2 separate regions of the Gossypium hirsutum genome follow, and region 1 is linked to region 2. The links are chromatin contacts, called in public Hi-C maps. All regions are on one chromosome and are shown on one strand. The core of a region is the stretch at or near the end of the contact, and the rest is flanking DNA. Distances in the headings are between cores, read along the strand shown.

Region 1 (7,064 bases), core at 2,876-5,375, 89 kb after region 2:
TCATTTTTATTATATACCGTAAACTATTTTTGTTTCATAACTTGCATTACATAAGTGTATCCAACATAAATATGTCAACTTAAGCCGGCGCCAAAACTGTCCTTCCCTTTTATAAAGCCTAAGTTGTAAGGAACTCCAACAAAATCAAAGAAAATTGCCTCTTTTGTTTCTTTAAAACTAACAAAATATTAGCGACACAAATCACATTGGTATCGTAATCTGTTTGTTTAGTTCCGTAGGACAAAATAAATGAACAAGTTCAATTAAATCTCACAAAACCTAGTAATAATGTAATTACAAATGACTCATCCTCTTCCATTATTCCCACCAAAATCTGATTTCAAGCTTGAACATGCTGCCTACATCTGCACGTTATTTTCATCCACTGGTTTGAATTAAGAAATGCAGATGCTTTAGATCCACTGACCATGGAAATATCCAGGGAGTGATTAAAGCTGTGCATTACCTGGAACTTTACTTCAAGATGATACAGCCTCGATGGCACTGCCTAGTGGCCAAGCAGCTTCAACAAAGGAATTGCGAAATTTCACTTTCTTTACCAATGTAATGTCTTGGTAGGGATCAAGGCCTGTCCATGAAAAGATTCCACTCTTTATAGGATCTGCATTCTGCAACTATGAAATTGTATAACTGAAAATGATCAAGTATAGGCTTACCGAATCCATCTACGAGCAGGGTGTACTGATAAACTAGATCCAAGCATAGATAAGCCTGGTTACCCACATCCACAGCTGGGTATGTTGCTTTAATATCTGTGTACTTGGTTCCACAAGCTCGTTTAGCAGCTTCTGCAAAAGAATGAGGCTGAACTGTTGCAACTGGATCAGCAGCTTTGATAAAACCAGCCTGTATTCATGAACATTTAGTTAGAATGGCAAATCAGTTTATTCCATAGTTTGTTTCAGGCAATATGATTCTTAATGAGCAATACCTCAGCAGCCCTGTCAAAGAAGAACGAAGCAATAAACAAATTCTTCTGTCCATCTCCGCCTCCCCCATTCCATATACCACCAAATGTGCACTTCATATGCATGCATGTGTCATTTATTTTAAGAGCCTTGTGAGTCACCCTCCTGCATTCTTCCATGCTTGCACCCGATGAAGGAGCTGATGCTTTATACTGATTTCCTCCATATGTATAAGTACCTTGTAAATATTTTTGCCGAACATGTTTAGTACTTCAAATGTCACAAATCGGTCAACCATAGAACAAAAAATGCTATAACTCCAAACAACTCAAAACTACTACATCATTCAAAGCATTTCAAAATTCAGGAATAGAGAGATAATTTAATGTTCCAAGTAGGAAGCTGGCAGCCAAGATTACATTTCCAGTGATCAAAGCATTAAAAAAATTTTAGCTACTGAATAGTTTTACGTCACTGTTAAACAAATCAAGACATACCATCAAAACCCTCCAAGATGCAAGGGTTGCCAGAATCATCAGATGCCTTCAAAATTTCTGCTCGAGCTGCCAATAGGCCATAGCACAAATAACTGTATGCAAAAAATCCAAAAGAATATTTAACAAAAGCTTATAATTAAAATATAATGGTTTCATTATTCTACAGAGCTATACAAATGACTGAAAAAAACATGTCTGATAAAATTGATTGCTGTTGGAATCACAACCATAAAATCTCCTTTTTCTCCATTTCAAATCATTAATAGAATCATAAAACCAACTTATCAAAATGAAAGAGAGAAACCTGTGAACATAGAGGTAATATTTTGATCCCTTCAGATACATTTCATTTACATAATTGTCCTGTCCTGCTGGTACACTTGGAGCATTTGAAGCAGCTTCCTTGGAGATGGCATAAGCCATTTGCACAGATCCGCCACCAAGATCAATTATGCCAACTGTGTCTTTGTATGTCCCTCCCAACTTCCCCAATAGGTAATTTATTGTAACCTGAAATAGAAGGTGGCAGTTAAGAAACTCAGAATGAGGTCACAGTTTCAACCAGTAGGAAAGTTTGCAGTGGATCCAGATCTTTGACTGGTTGTTCCTCCCTATAGATAAAGAAGAGTCTAGCTTCATTACAAAATGTAAATATTTGCTCATACGGAAAAAACCACAAACTATAGCCATGTATGTGTCCATTTATATATCTATATCACCCAACCTTTAGAGCATTCTTGTTTGTTACCACAGAGAAGACCTCAAGGATCTCCCCTTCGAATTGACTATCATCATATAATCATCTTGAGTAAGACTGATAAATGCTGACCAGCTATAGCATGTAAAAGCGTCCTCTAGGAAAATATTTATAGGAATAAAGTGAAATTTGATGACAATCTACCACAACAAAAGGGAGCCTGATCAAGCATGCAACAAAATGCATTGTACAGCACACTTGACATATTTTCCCTACAATCAATCTTGTTAAGGAAAATTACTTTAAGCTCAAAATAAAAGCAAAGTATAAAAGTAAAGAAATTCAGCAAAACATACCCACTCATAAGAACCTTCTTGGGTGCCATCCAGAATCTTAACACCGTTTGCCTCAGATTTGAGGGTACTTCTATCTTTCAGAAGTTCTCTAACCTATATAAGTATTTAAAAAGTCATTCGCATGAGGAAATGGACAAATAACGTGAACATAGACCAAATGCTTCCAAATATAGAATTACCGCTTGCAAAATTCTGTCAGCTGCATCTCCTTCTAGTGCCCTCAGACCTGCAGTTGCCTACGCAACATTTAAAGTACCAGTCTTCAGCAATTCAAAGGACTTAGAATTCAAAAATACGCATGACTGAAGGATCTAAGTATACCAACCCCAACTCTAACAGGAGTTTTTGATCGCAAATCTAGTGGCACAACACTTTCTGCCTTGTCTAGAAGAGAAAGTAAAGACTTCGCTGCAGCCTGTGGATCTTTTGCATAGGAGCTCAAACCCGGTTTAAGCTGCAACAAAACAAACCACATAAAATCAATTAATGCATGGAATACAATCGCAGAGATTCAAGAAAAAGCTTCGTCTAGAACATACAAATAAATGGAAATTTTAAAAATACCAACTAACTGATGCTAGAAAATTCTCCTTTAGTCCCAATAGTAAAATCCTCTTTTAAAGCATGCAAATTCAGATTTTACATTAAAATATGCCCGTAAAGTACATTTTCTTCTTAAAAAAGCTAAAAAGAACACATGCAACAAAAAGTATTACTTTAAAGGTGCATTTTCACTAAAACTCCAGATTTAACAATATATTTATATCCTGGAAGTCAATCCCTAGGAATCTAATTCATTTCTAAATGACAACAAAAATTGTGGTAAAAAATAACAGTATATATTAAATAAAATCCACTAACATAATTAAAGCACTTGAATTATCATTTCAAAGCTTTATTTTACTCTCAAAATTCCAAATTTTAATCTTTCGCTTCTAAATTTAAACATATAATTAGAACATAGAAAATCAAATCCTACTTAAAAGATTCGAACAAATTCAACATTAAATATATAAATAATGTCACCAAAACGATTAAAGAGAAAAACAAATGATAATAAAATTCCCCCTTACGTTAATCCACATTCTAAATGAATAAGTAATTTGCGTTTCTTAAAAACTAAAAGGAATAATTAAAAACGTAAAATCTGGCCAGAATATATATTTTGAAAAAGATTGGCAGTTCAAAAGGCTCTAATTCCTAGCAAATCTATCAACAAAATACTACAATTACATTAGCACTCAAATTATCGTTTTGTAAACCTGCATTACAGGCCAATATATTTTTCAGCTTTAAAAAATATTGTAGAATTATAGGAAAATAATTTACCTGTTCAAAAAGCTCTAATTCAGAGCCAATTGGAACAAGATCCAAATTCTGATCAAAACAATAAACATGAACTCGACTCCCGGAACTCCCCGCATCAAAAATCACCGCATAATTCCTATTCCCTCTCGAATTCGCCCCCACTTTCCTGCTATTGATCTCGATCTCCTCCATCACGGCCGTATCCGTAGAAGATTTCCCCGGCATGACATACAAAACAAAGGTTACGAGCAAGATAGGGATGGCGATCACCAGCAAAACGCCTCGATATCTATGGATCTGGTCGGAGATGGAGTCGTGTCTCGCCAATGAACGCTTCATCTTTTCAGGGTGATCCGTGGTCCCGTTTCCGGTGGGGGATATTGCGCCTCCGTTTGCAAAGGACTCGAATAACTCGGCCGAGGATGGTGTTCTGTACCGGATCTTTCCGTTCCCGGAAGAAGTCGGTAATGACTCCAGATCTTCCAGTTTTCTGGATTGGGGGTATTTTCAAATTTATAATGAAATGAAAAAAAAAAAAGAATTAGCCGATCAAATAAGTTATTGATATTGAAAGGATTGGAAGAGGAAAAGAAATGTGGATCACATGGGAAAAAAAAAGAAAAAAAAGAAAAAAAAAAGGGGGGGCGGGAATGGGAATGAGAAAGAAAAGAAAAGAAAGGAGCTAATGTAGTGATAGTGACTTTGGGAGGAAGGGAGGGGAAGGAAAGGGACGGCGAGAGATTAGGGAGGGAGGGAGGGAGGGAGAAATTAAACGTAAAGAGGAGGATTCATTATTTGCTAAGCTAGATCCAGGCCCAGCCGTATATCAATCACCGCATGTGTTAAAAATAAATACATCTATTTTTGTTCTATATGAAATAAAAAGAATTTAGAAGTTGAATTTAGACAATATTGGAAATTTTCAAAATAAAAAAAAAAAGAGAGACATATTTCAGTGTTTTAACACTATTGCTTGTTTTATATTTCAAATTTATGTTTTTAATAGAATGTATTATTTTTATATTTACGATATTTATACCATAGAAACTGAATTTCCATAAAATGAAATTTTAAAATGGTAATGAAAACTGAAATGTCTCTTTTTTTGGTTAAATATTTTTGTCGGTAAAGAATTTATTTTTTCTGTAATTAGTAGTATAATATTATCAGGTGACGCCAAAGGAAATGCTTGTTTTGGTTTACACAAACACTTGTATTTATTTTTGATATTTCATTTTTATACTGAATTAATTAATTAATCAATCAAAATTAATAATACAATATAATATATATCTCCACTTTAAATACAGATCCAATATATTATATATTATAAAAACTCAATACATAAAAAATTAATTAATTAATTTATAAATATTCTTGAGCTTAAATTTTTTATCATAATAAGTTCAGATTTTATGATTGTTTCTTTTAGTAATATTATCTTTAATATTCGAACTTACATTCTTTTCTTAAGAATACAATATATCTTACCAATATATCGAACCACTTATTGAATATTTAATATATTTTTTAATAATTTTAAGCCATATATGCGTTAACGAGTTTAAGCTCTTACAGTAATTTTTTCTTCTTACTTGTATGTAAGAAACCTATACAAATTTAACCAGATTTATTTGATTGCATAATAAATTTTAAAAATAATTTTTGAAATTAATCATTTAAACATCTTTAATCATAATTAAATATTAATCGTGCGTAAAAAATCAAATATCAGGAAATAAGAAGCCACAAAACATTAACTCTGAAATTCGTATATAAGATAACCAAACTTCTTGATGCCTGCAATATTTTATGAATAGAATCAAACAATTTACATGAGAAACGCTAGGCAGTGGCTGGAAAACACAATTATACTTTAATTCTCAAAAAATGATAAAAATTTATTTTAATCTTTTAAAAATTATAAAGATATAGACTATTAAAATGATAAAATTATATTTTTATTATAAAATATATATATAATTTAATTTCAACCCAACAAAATTTCTCACTCTACCACCGATGTCAGGGTTATATTAATTCCAAAAAACAATGCATGCAATACTTGGATAAGTTGTGTATGATGCATGAGCATGCATTCAATCCGCTACGTTTAACATATGGATCCAACCAAACATAAGAAAGCAGAAAAAGATAGTACACGAGAAGAATGTTTTCTCCATATAATCCATAGAAATGTTGGAGATAAATGGATGCCATCGGAATTGAACAATTGGAAAAAGAACAAAAATACATAAAATGTTCTTTGCATAAACATTGGGCTTATCTATTGTCGTTATGGCAGCCATGCAAACTTTGTTATGCCACCTTACGCTCTCTTTGGTTTCCTTGTTTTCTTTGCTTTCTTCACTGGCGGCAGTGGGGGGAAGAAAAGTCGGAACACCCATGCTGCTAATATAGCTCCGATGAATGGACAGATCCAGTAAACATAAAACTGATCCCATGTGTTGTGCCAATTGTTTACATATGCCCAACCAAAGGCCTGCAACATGATTCACCATTACTAAGCTTTAAATGATGTCTTCACCAGTAAGAAATCATTACTTTTTCGATAAGAAAAGTAGGACGTAATCAGTTATGAACTATAAAATCTATAAAATCATTGAAAAGTAGGAAAATGCATACTTAAGTTATGACTTTTCATTTTCCTTGAAATATTCAAGCCCAAATAGTATCCGAATATGAGTATGGGAGATATGACCCTCTAAAACTGAAGAAAATCAAACATAACGTTTGGATACTCACACCCAAGTCCTAGTAACATGATAGTATACATAAATTACATTAGAGAATAACTTTATTGGATAGAAAGTGTAATTAGTACTCAAGTCAAAGATGCAATAACAAAAGGGTAAAATAAAGTCTGAAGTCAGCAAAAAGGATTAAGATTTAAGGCAAATAAAAAAGAAAGCCACAAAAAAGAGTCTAATCTATTTGCTTTATACATAAATCTACCAGCACATGCAATTGAATAGAAAGACCGGTACACATTAACTGTCATGCTTGAAAGAGTATATGGAGAATGGCAATTGCTTATACACAAATCAAATAACAACATTAGTAGGACTTCAAATCACTATGACTGAGAAAATAGCAGACACTTGATTCTAAATACAGCAAGATTAAAACACCTTATTCTAATCAACATCAAATAATATACGGATTTCACTTGTGCAGTCTGTACCGAACCTTGCCACTTGTATTTTATTTTAATAGGAATTTGGGTCACACAACTTCTAACAATGACTCTAATCCT
Region 2 (6,846 bases), core at 669-3,168:
GCAAGGCAGTGATGAGCTCACAATAAAGAGTGCAAACAATTGAAGCTTGGTACTCGTGGAGAAAATATTGCAAAGTAGAGCTAAGATATGTAGAGAACAGTATCAATTTCTTCTTTTGTCAGGAGCCGTAGTTTTGCTAGCCCTCTTTCTCTATGCCCAGAAGACTAAGTTGCCAAATCTTGTACATTAGCTACACGAAAATAATCATTCAAACCAGGTCAGGTATGGTTTTCGATCCAGAAAAGTTGTGATGAGCAGCACAATTCCATGTAGACAGATAGATGCAATTCATGGGTACCACTCAATTGATTTGATGCAAGTTTAGAGTTGGTTATTCATGATTCAGATAGCATGTTCTCAACCACAATATTAGATAGTATTATCAAATAGTATGATTGTTGGTGATATCATGCAGACCTATTGCTGCCGAAGTGAAAAGCCTCTTTCTCAGACAACTGTTTTGGCTTTAGGTTGCTTGAGAAAACCTTTCTCTGATCAAATTACTTAGTTTCAACTCTGATCTGGTTGTCCAACTGATTATTTTACAATTGATTGCTCTTAAAATCAACCATCTTTTGCTCTGCAAATGGCTTACCAGAAACTTAAGCATTAAGCCTCATCTATCTTTAGTTCAGGCAGTAACTGTTTTTACTTTTTCCTTCATCTCCATGAACCTGTATGCTTCATCCAGCTTTCCATTTAAAATTAGCCCATGAATCAACACGATATGTAAGCTACAACCATCGCCGCCAACCCCCCCTTTTCAGTCATTTCATTCCATTACCTGAAGACATTATCAAAGTGGCACCATTGACTAAACATTCTATCATCATGATATAGGTATCATTGGTTGGTTGACATCCCATCTGTTTCATCTTCTCAAAGAGCTCAAACACTTCTTCCTTATTTCTTACAATACAAAAGAAAGCACAATAAGTCAGAATTGTAGGTTAGAGGTCACCCTTCAACATCTTGTCAAAGACCTGCCTAGCATTGTCTATCTTTGGGGCTTTGCGTAGAGGCTTAATCAGTGAATTAAAAGTATCAACAGTTGGAAAATACCCTTATCTTGCACAGATTTCAGGAGACTAATAGCTTCTTATACATGCCTGGCATTTGCATGTGACTGGATTACCGCATTGTAAACCTTCCTATCTGGTTCAACCCCCATTCATTTCATGTGGCTGAAGAGCTCAAGTACCTTGTTAAGATCACAAGCTTTTGAGTAGCAGGATATGACACTTTTTTATGAATCACCATCATGTTAAACACCTCTCTTGCTCATCTCCTTCCCAACCATCTCTGCCTCATCTGGACTACCAGCCATATCATCTATTCAATACTTCAATATGATATTAAAACTTAAGGTATCAAACGGGAAGGCATCCTTGTTACAAAACATCAGATGGCTAAACTCAAGAGAGTCGAGTGTCGCAAGAACAGGGCCTTCTCACCCTTTTCTCTCTCATTTCATCAACAAATGCTGATGCAGTATCAAGCTTCCTCATTTTCCCAATAATAGAAATCATTGAATGATGTTCACGCAATGACTGAGCATAATCCGGCTGTTTCCCAGCCAATAAAAACAATGTAAACAACACTTCCCAATCCTTCAGAACCCAAGAAAACACCTCCACCGCCAACTCAGAGGAAACCTTACACCCCATTGCTGTTTCAACATCTACCTGTTCCACGTATCATGTCCATAAGTTTCTTAACGTCCTGAACTACACGTTTATTGCTTAAACTCAATACATTTAAGCGATTGCCATCAAAATCATCAACCATCATCATTATGATTATCACTATTTCCATCAAATGTCTAAACCTTTGGTTCACTTGTGAAATCAATACTTGAAGTAGGAATAGAAAGCTAACAGAAACGGGGAGCGAAACTTCAAAGAGTTGGTTACAACTATCGTTCTCTTTGTTGTTCCACAGTGTTTCAAAGATGGGAGTTTGAGACTGAGTGGTTTCAAGCGGGTATTTGCCGAACTGAAACAGCATAAATCTTTTATCTTGTAAACCTGATTCCCGCATTTCTAGATTGCATAGGAAGTGTTTGACGAAATGACTGAACAAAAAGAAAACTGCCAAGTCAGTGAGTAAAAGATGAGAACAATATATTTGTACTGACTGTTTAAACAATTTAACTCCGGAAGTGAAATAAAAATCGGTTTTTATCATATATTCTTAGATGAGGACTCACATGTCGACACCCGGGCCAAGGTATTCGTTCATGTTTTCCCTAATAAATGTTAAAGTCGTCTACAATTTTAAATATTTGGTTAAAATATGTTCTAGGTCCATATAGTTTTTGTACATTTGAAATTTAGTCTCTCTACTTTTATCTCAATGAATTTAGCCTATTTACTTTACAAATTTAAAAAATGCAAGTTCAAATGTTGACACACTTAATATTTTTTTTATTAAATTCAAATTCATTATTAAGTGAGTATTATTTTTTTTATTTTAAAATGTTTCATCAATAAAATTAATAAGATTTTAATAGGTTTAACAATTGGACTTAAATGTTGAAATCTAAAAAGTAAAAACAAAAATTTAAATGTACAAAAAAAATACAAAAATTTGGAGCATGTTTTAACCTAACTTTTTTTATACAACTCCTAAACTTATTAAAGGAATTCTTAGGATGCAATTTTTAAATACTTAAAATAATGTAGTTTTTTTAGGAAGTAATAATGTTAGTAAATAGTAATGTTTTATTGTTTAAAAAAGTCAAATAATTAAAAATATAATTACTGGTGATTAGCTAAAGATATAATTTTATATAAGAAAAATAAAGCATTAGAAGAATGTGACCATCTCCAGATTGTTGAATTAGCGAAGGATGGTATGGCTTACTCTAATAATCTGGCTTTGGTTCGAAATATGAAGGATCTATGTGAGCGCAGTTGAAATATTCAAAAAGCAGAGATTCGTAGGTATTTGAAACTTCGCTACCAGGAACTAGGCATCTTTTATGTCAAATTGTTATGTTGATTTATAAAGTATAATCTTCTTTAATCAAAATAAAAATATGGACAAAACTAAACTTACAAAAACAAAACAAAAAAACAAAATACAACATATCATTACAAATACCATCTAGTATCTTTAAATTCCTTATTTTCAAAGTCGAAGATAATTCAACCATTGATCTCCCTCTAGCCATTGTTACACTTTAAAGATCTCAATATCCTAAAGGTGCTAAAATAGCTCTGAAGAACGTTGAGATCTGGAGAATGATCCTAATCAGACGCGATGAGGTGGGATCCAGTGACTCCAGCAACCAAACCAAATAGGAAAAGAATAGAAAAAGACAAAAAGGAAATAGAAATAGGGAAGGAAAAACGAATGGCTGTCAAAATAGTGTTGCATCTATGCACCACCCTAGACCGCTACAAAGTCCATTCGTTGCAGAAACTTTCAGTGCCTCTACTCAACATTGACCCTTCTCAAAAACATGTCCAACAATGAAGGATGGAGGAGACAAGCCACAAGGCTCAGTCAAGCTCCTTATGAGTGGGAACGTCGCATGATCTCACTAGGCTTCCAAACGCTCTCACCATCGAAGTCACCTTTAGAGTCACTTCCATATTGTTCCTTAAAGAAGGAAGGTTATTATGCTAGTGAGAAGGGAAGGAAAATATTGAAGAGACGAGAAGGGTAAAAAGAAATAGGGAGAGGTAGCCAATCACCGACAGTGAAAAGGTCAGCTACCACAATAGCCCGATTTGGAAGATTTGAAGAGAAAAAAATAGAAAAATGTTGAATCTAGTGTGTTCAGTGTAGTATTTTTTTATGTATACTTGTATTTTTCGAACAAATTGGTTTAATGAAATAACCATTAATTATATTAATATTATTTTTATATTGTCCTAAATGGTTTTTGCACACAAAGCAAAATAAAAGCAACTATTAGCTCACCATTATCTAGCGTTTAATTGTTACTAAGCAATATTACGTGGCCGGATCATAATACACAGAAAGGCAACTTGTATTAGTAGATAATCTAAGCATTTCCTTAGTCTAATCGGAAACAAGCAAACTAATTGAAAGATTAATATGTCATCTATCGAGTTCCATTGGGGAGATACATTTTCTTGTGTATCAGAGTATATGACTCTTAAAAGATAAATATATAAATATGATTAACTAGACTGATAGTACATCGGACAAGACCTAAGTAAAAGAAATCCTAGATTCATTTATGGATTCATTCTCTTATGTCGTTCATAATGTGACATGCATTAGTCATGAGTGGATGATAGACTATGTATGCGTTACTCGTATACTTTGATGTAAATGAACGTCTAAGTTCAAATAAATTAGGATTCAAAAGCTGGTACATTAGGTATATGACTTTTACAGCATGTAGCATCATTTCAAAACAGTGGAGTTCATAACCCAATGAAAGGGTAAATAATATTCTCTCATCAGCATTACATGATAGATGAAAATTAAACGTAATCATGGGTCATTTGCCTTTGTGATAAATGATTTGATTACTATTTGATAATAGTTGACTTTTCATGAAGGAATATGTAATGGCTACCACGAGATAAATAGGATCATATTAGGAGAATGAATTTATCCAAAAAAGATTAAGGATATCCTATTAAGGTAAAACACTTATGACAATATCATTGGACGAGCGTTTATTAAGTACCTTTCGTAATAATATATAATAAGAGAAAGTTTAGTCATGATACTTTAGTGGAATGACTTTGTGACTAAATAAGTTTATAATTAATAGGCAAAAAGTCGAAACTTAATTATAATTTATTTGAGCTTTAATTATCTATGTCTAGTCAATCCCTCTGCTACCTCGAAATAACCAAATGTGAATTGCATGTAGAACCAATGAATAAAAATGATAAAGTAACAAAAATAGATCACACGAATCAAATGGAAATAAATAAAAACGATAAACTAACAAAAAATAGATCACACAAATCACTATCCACAATGGATCCATTTTCTCGCTAATTACAGAAATGATTAGAGAATTAATTAAGGTTCTTTGAATCATTATTTAATTAATTTTAATTAAATAATTGGAGTTCGAATATGAAATTAAATTAATTAGTCATTATGATATTTTTTGAATAAGGAAATTAAAAATATTTCCTCATAAATTTTATTACAATAAAGTTGTAATGACTTTAATGGAATTAGAATTTGGTTGAGAAAATTATTTAATTGAGAAATTAATTTAGTTAATTAAATTAATTGATTGAATAATATTTATTTTGCGAAATGGAAAATAAGTATTGGGTTGGATTAAATTATAAACTGTTGAGTATATAATTGGACCCCCATAAGAAGCCTAAATTAGCCCACATGAAGTGTAACACCCCTAACCTGTATCCATCGCTGGAACAATGTTATAGAACATTACCAGAGTTTACAGATCAATAAACAGATATTTCATATAATATCACATTCATGTTAGAAACCAATCGAAATCAAACATATTGTCCCTTATACGAAACCTCAAAGCCCAGAATACTTGTTAGAAACAAGTCGGGACTAAATCGGGTACTCAAAGAATTTTTTGAAAAATATTGAAAATTTTCAAAGCTGCAGGGGACACACGGCCGTGTGGGCATTCGAAATAGGGACACACGGATGTGTCTATACCTGTGTAACTCTCTAATTTGGGTCACAAGGCCAAGTCACATGCCCATGTGCTAGGCCGTGTGAGCATACTGACTTGCATTTTTAAAAGATACAAGGACACAAGCCCGCGCCACCTTGCCACGGTTGAGATACACACTCGTGTCTTTACCCGTGTGGACGAAAATAGACGATTTTCTATGCTATATTTCTCATACCAACCTAGCCTCAATAATTTACACATCAACAAGCCATGACAAGGCATTCAACACAAGCTAAAATCAAGTTTTAAACATGAATTTTTATCACATACAACCAATATACCCATAGGTACCTCTAATGACAATTTGAAAATATGTCCACCAATATCCAAACTTACCTATTTAATTTACCTAACCAAGTTACCAAAGTTCACTATATTTCAAATACATACATACATATATCACTTATATTAACATCACAATTATACATTAATCTCATACTAATATGTAAGTTGATTATATAAACAAAATATTATTCATAATATTTTAATAAGATAAATTTTGACCAAAATCGAACAAAAGCCTATACATGCCATATAAACTGTATTTAACATTTCAAAAACTACTGAGATAAGCTAGATAGTGTGACTTGAGTGCTAATCTGATCGTCCAACCTTCCATAAATCTACAAAGACATTAAACAACACATATAAGCTTAATGAAGTTTAGCAAGTTCAATGGGGTAAACAAAAAGCTTAGTAAGTTCGACGGGTTAAACAAAATCTTACCGGACCTACTATAACAAGTCAAATAAATAAAATCATTCATGTCAATTCCCTGTTATTCACTAACATTTTTTTGTCATTCATAACTTCTATTGATAAATACATCCGTATTTAAATCAATATAAAAATGAATAACATGTCTTTCAAATTCATTTAATAAATCACTTTACCGAAATTTTTCCATTCGAAGAATGACTTACGGATAAGAATACATTGTCAACAGAAGCTCATAAGGGCTAGTCCTCCCAAATACGCCAACAGAAGCTCGAAAGCTGAATAGAAGCTCATAAGAGCTGAACAAAAGCTCGTAAGAGCTGATCCACCCAGTCACGCCAAACAGAAGTAAAACACGAGAGTTCGCAAGAAATGTTAAACCCCGGTTTACTTGGGTAAAATGTTGATATCTCCCTCCAATACCATCATACATCAAAACACGAATGTACTCAAATTTCACGTTC

Evidence for each region. A called contact is a pair of places that touch in the nucleus more often than the background predicts.
Region 1: a contact with region 2 is called in a Hi-C map of leaf, with 3 times the contacts expected there. The contact joins the promoter of LOC107892437 here to the enhancer-like site in region 2. A contact is called at or near these places in 12 of 34 Hi-C or Micro-C datasets (anther, callus, hypocotyl and 3 more).

Annotation. Positions count from the first base shown.
Region 1 is chrA11:101,316,676-101,323,739 of Gossypium_hirsutum_v2.1, forward strand. LOC107892437 (apyrase 2-like) reads right to left here and starts at 4,126. Exons shown (of 9, transcript NM_001326798.1): 1 at 3,809-4,126; 2 at 2,805-2,933; 3 at 2,659-2,715; 4 at 2,480-2,572; 5 at 1,731-1,936; 6 at 1,427-1,518; 7 at 953-1,167; 8 at 678-867; 9 at 480-589. The coding sequence starts at 4,126. The coding sequence ends at 480. It overlaps LOC107892452 (aquaporin SIP1-2), which reads right to left. Exons shown (of 3, transcript XM_016817537.2): 3 at 5,946-6,290. The coding sequence ends at 6,117.
Region 2 is chrA11:101,229,588-101,236,433 of Gossypium_hirsutum_v2.1, forward strand. It overlaps the pseudogene LOC107957712. Among protein-coding and RNA genes, the nearest start is that of LOC107892429, 12 kb to the right of the region's middle. Within about 2 kb of position 1,919, at least 5 of the 9 cell types and tissues checked have an H3K27ac peak or open chromatin away from gene starts, as enhancers often do.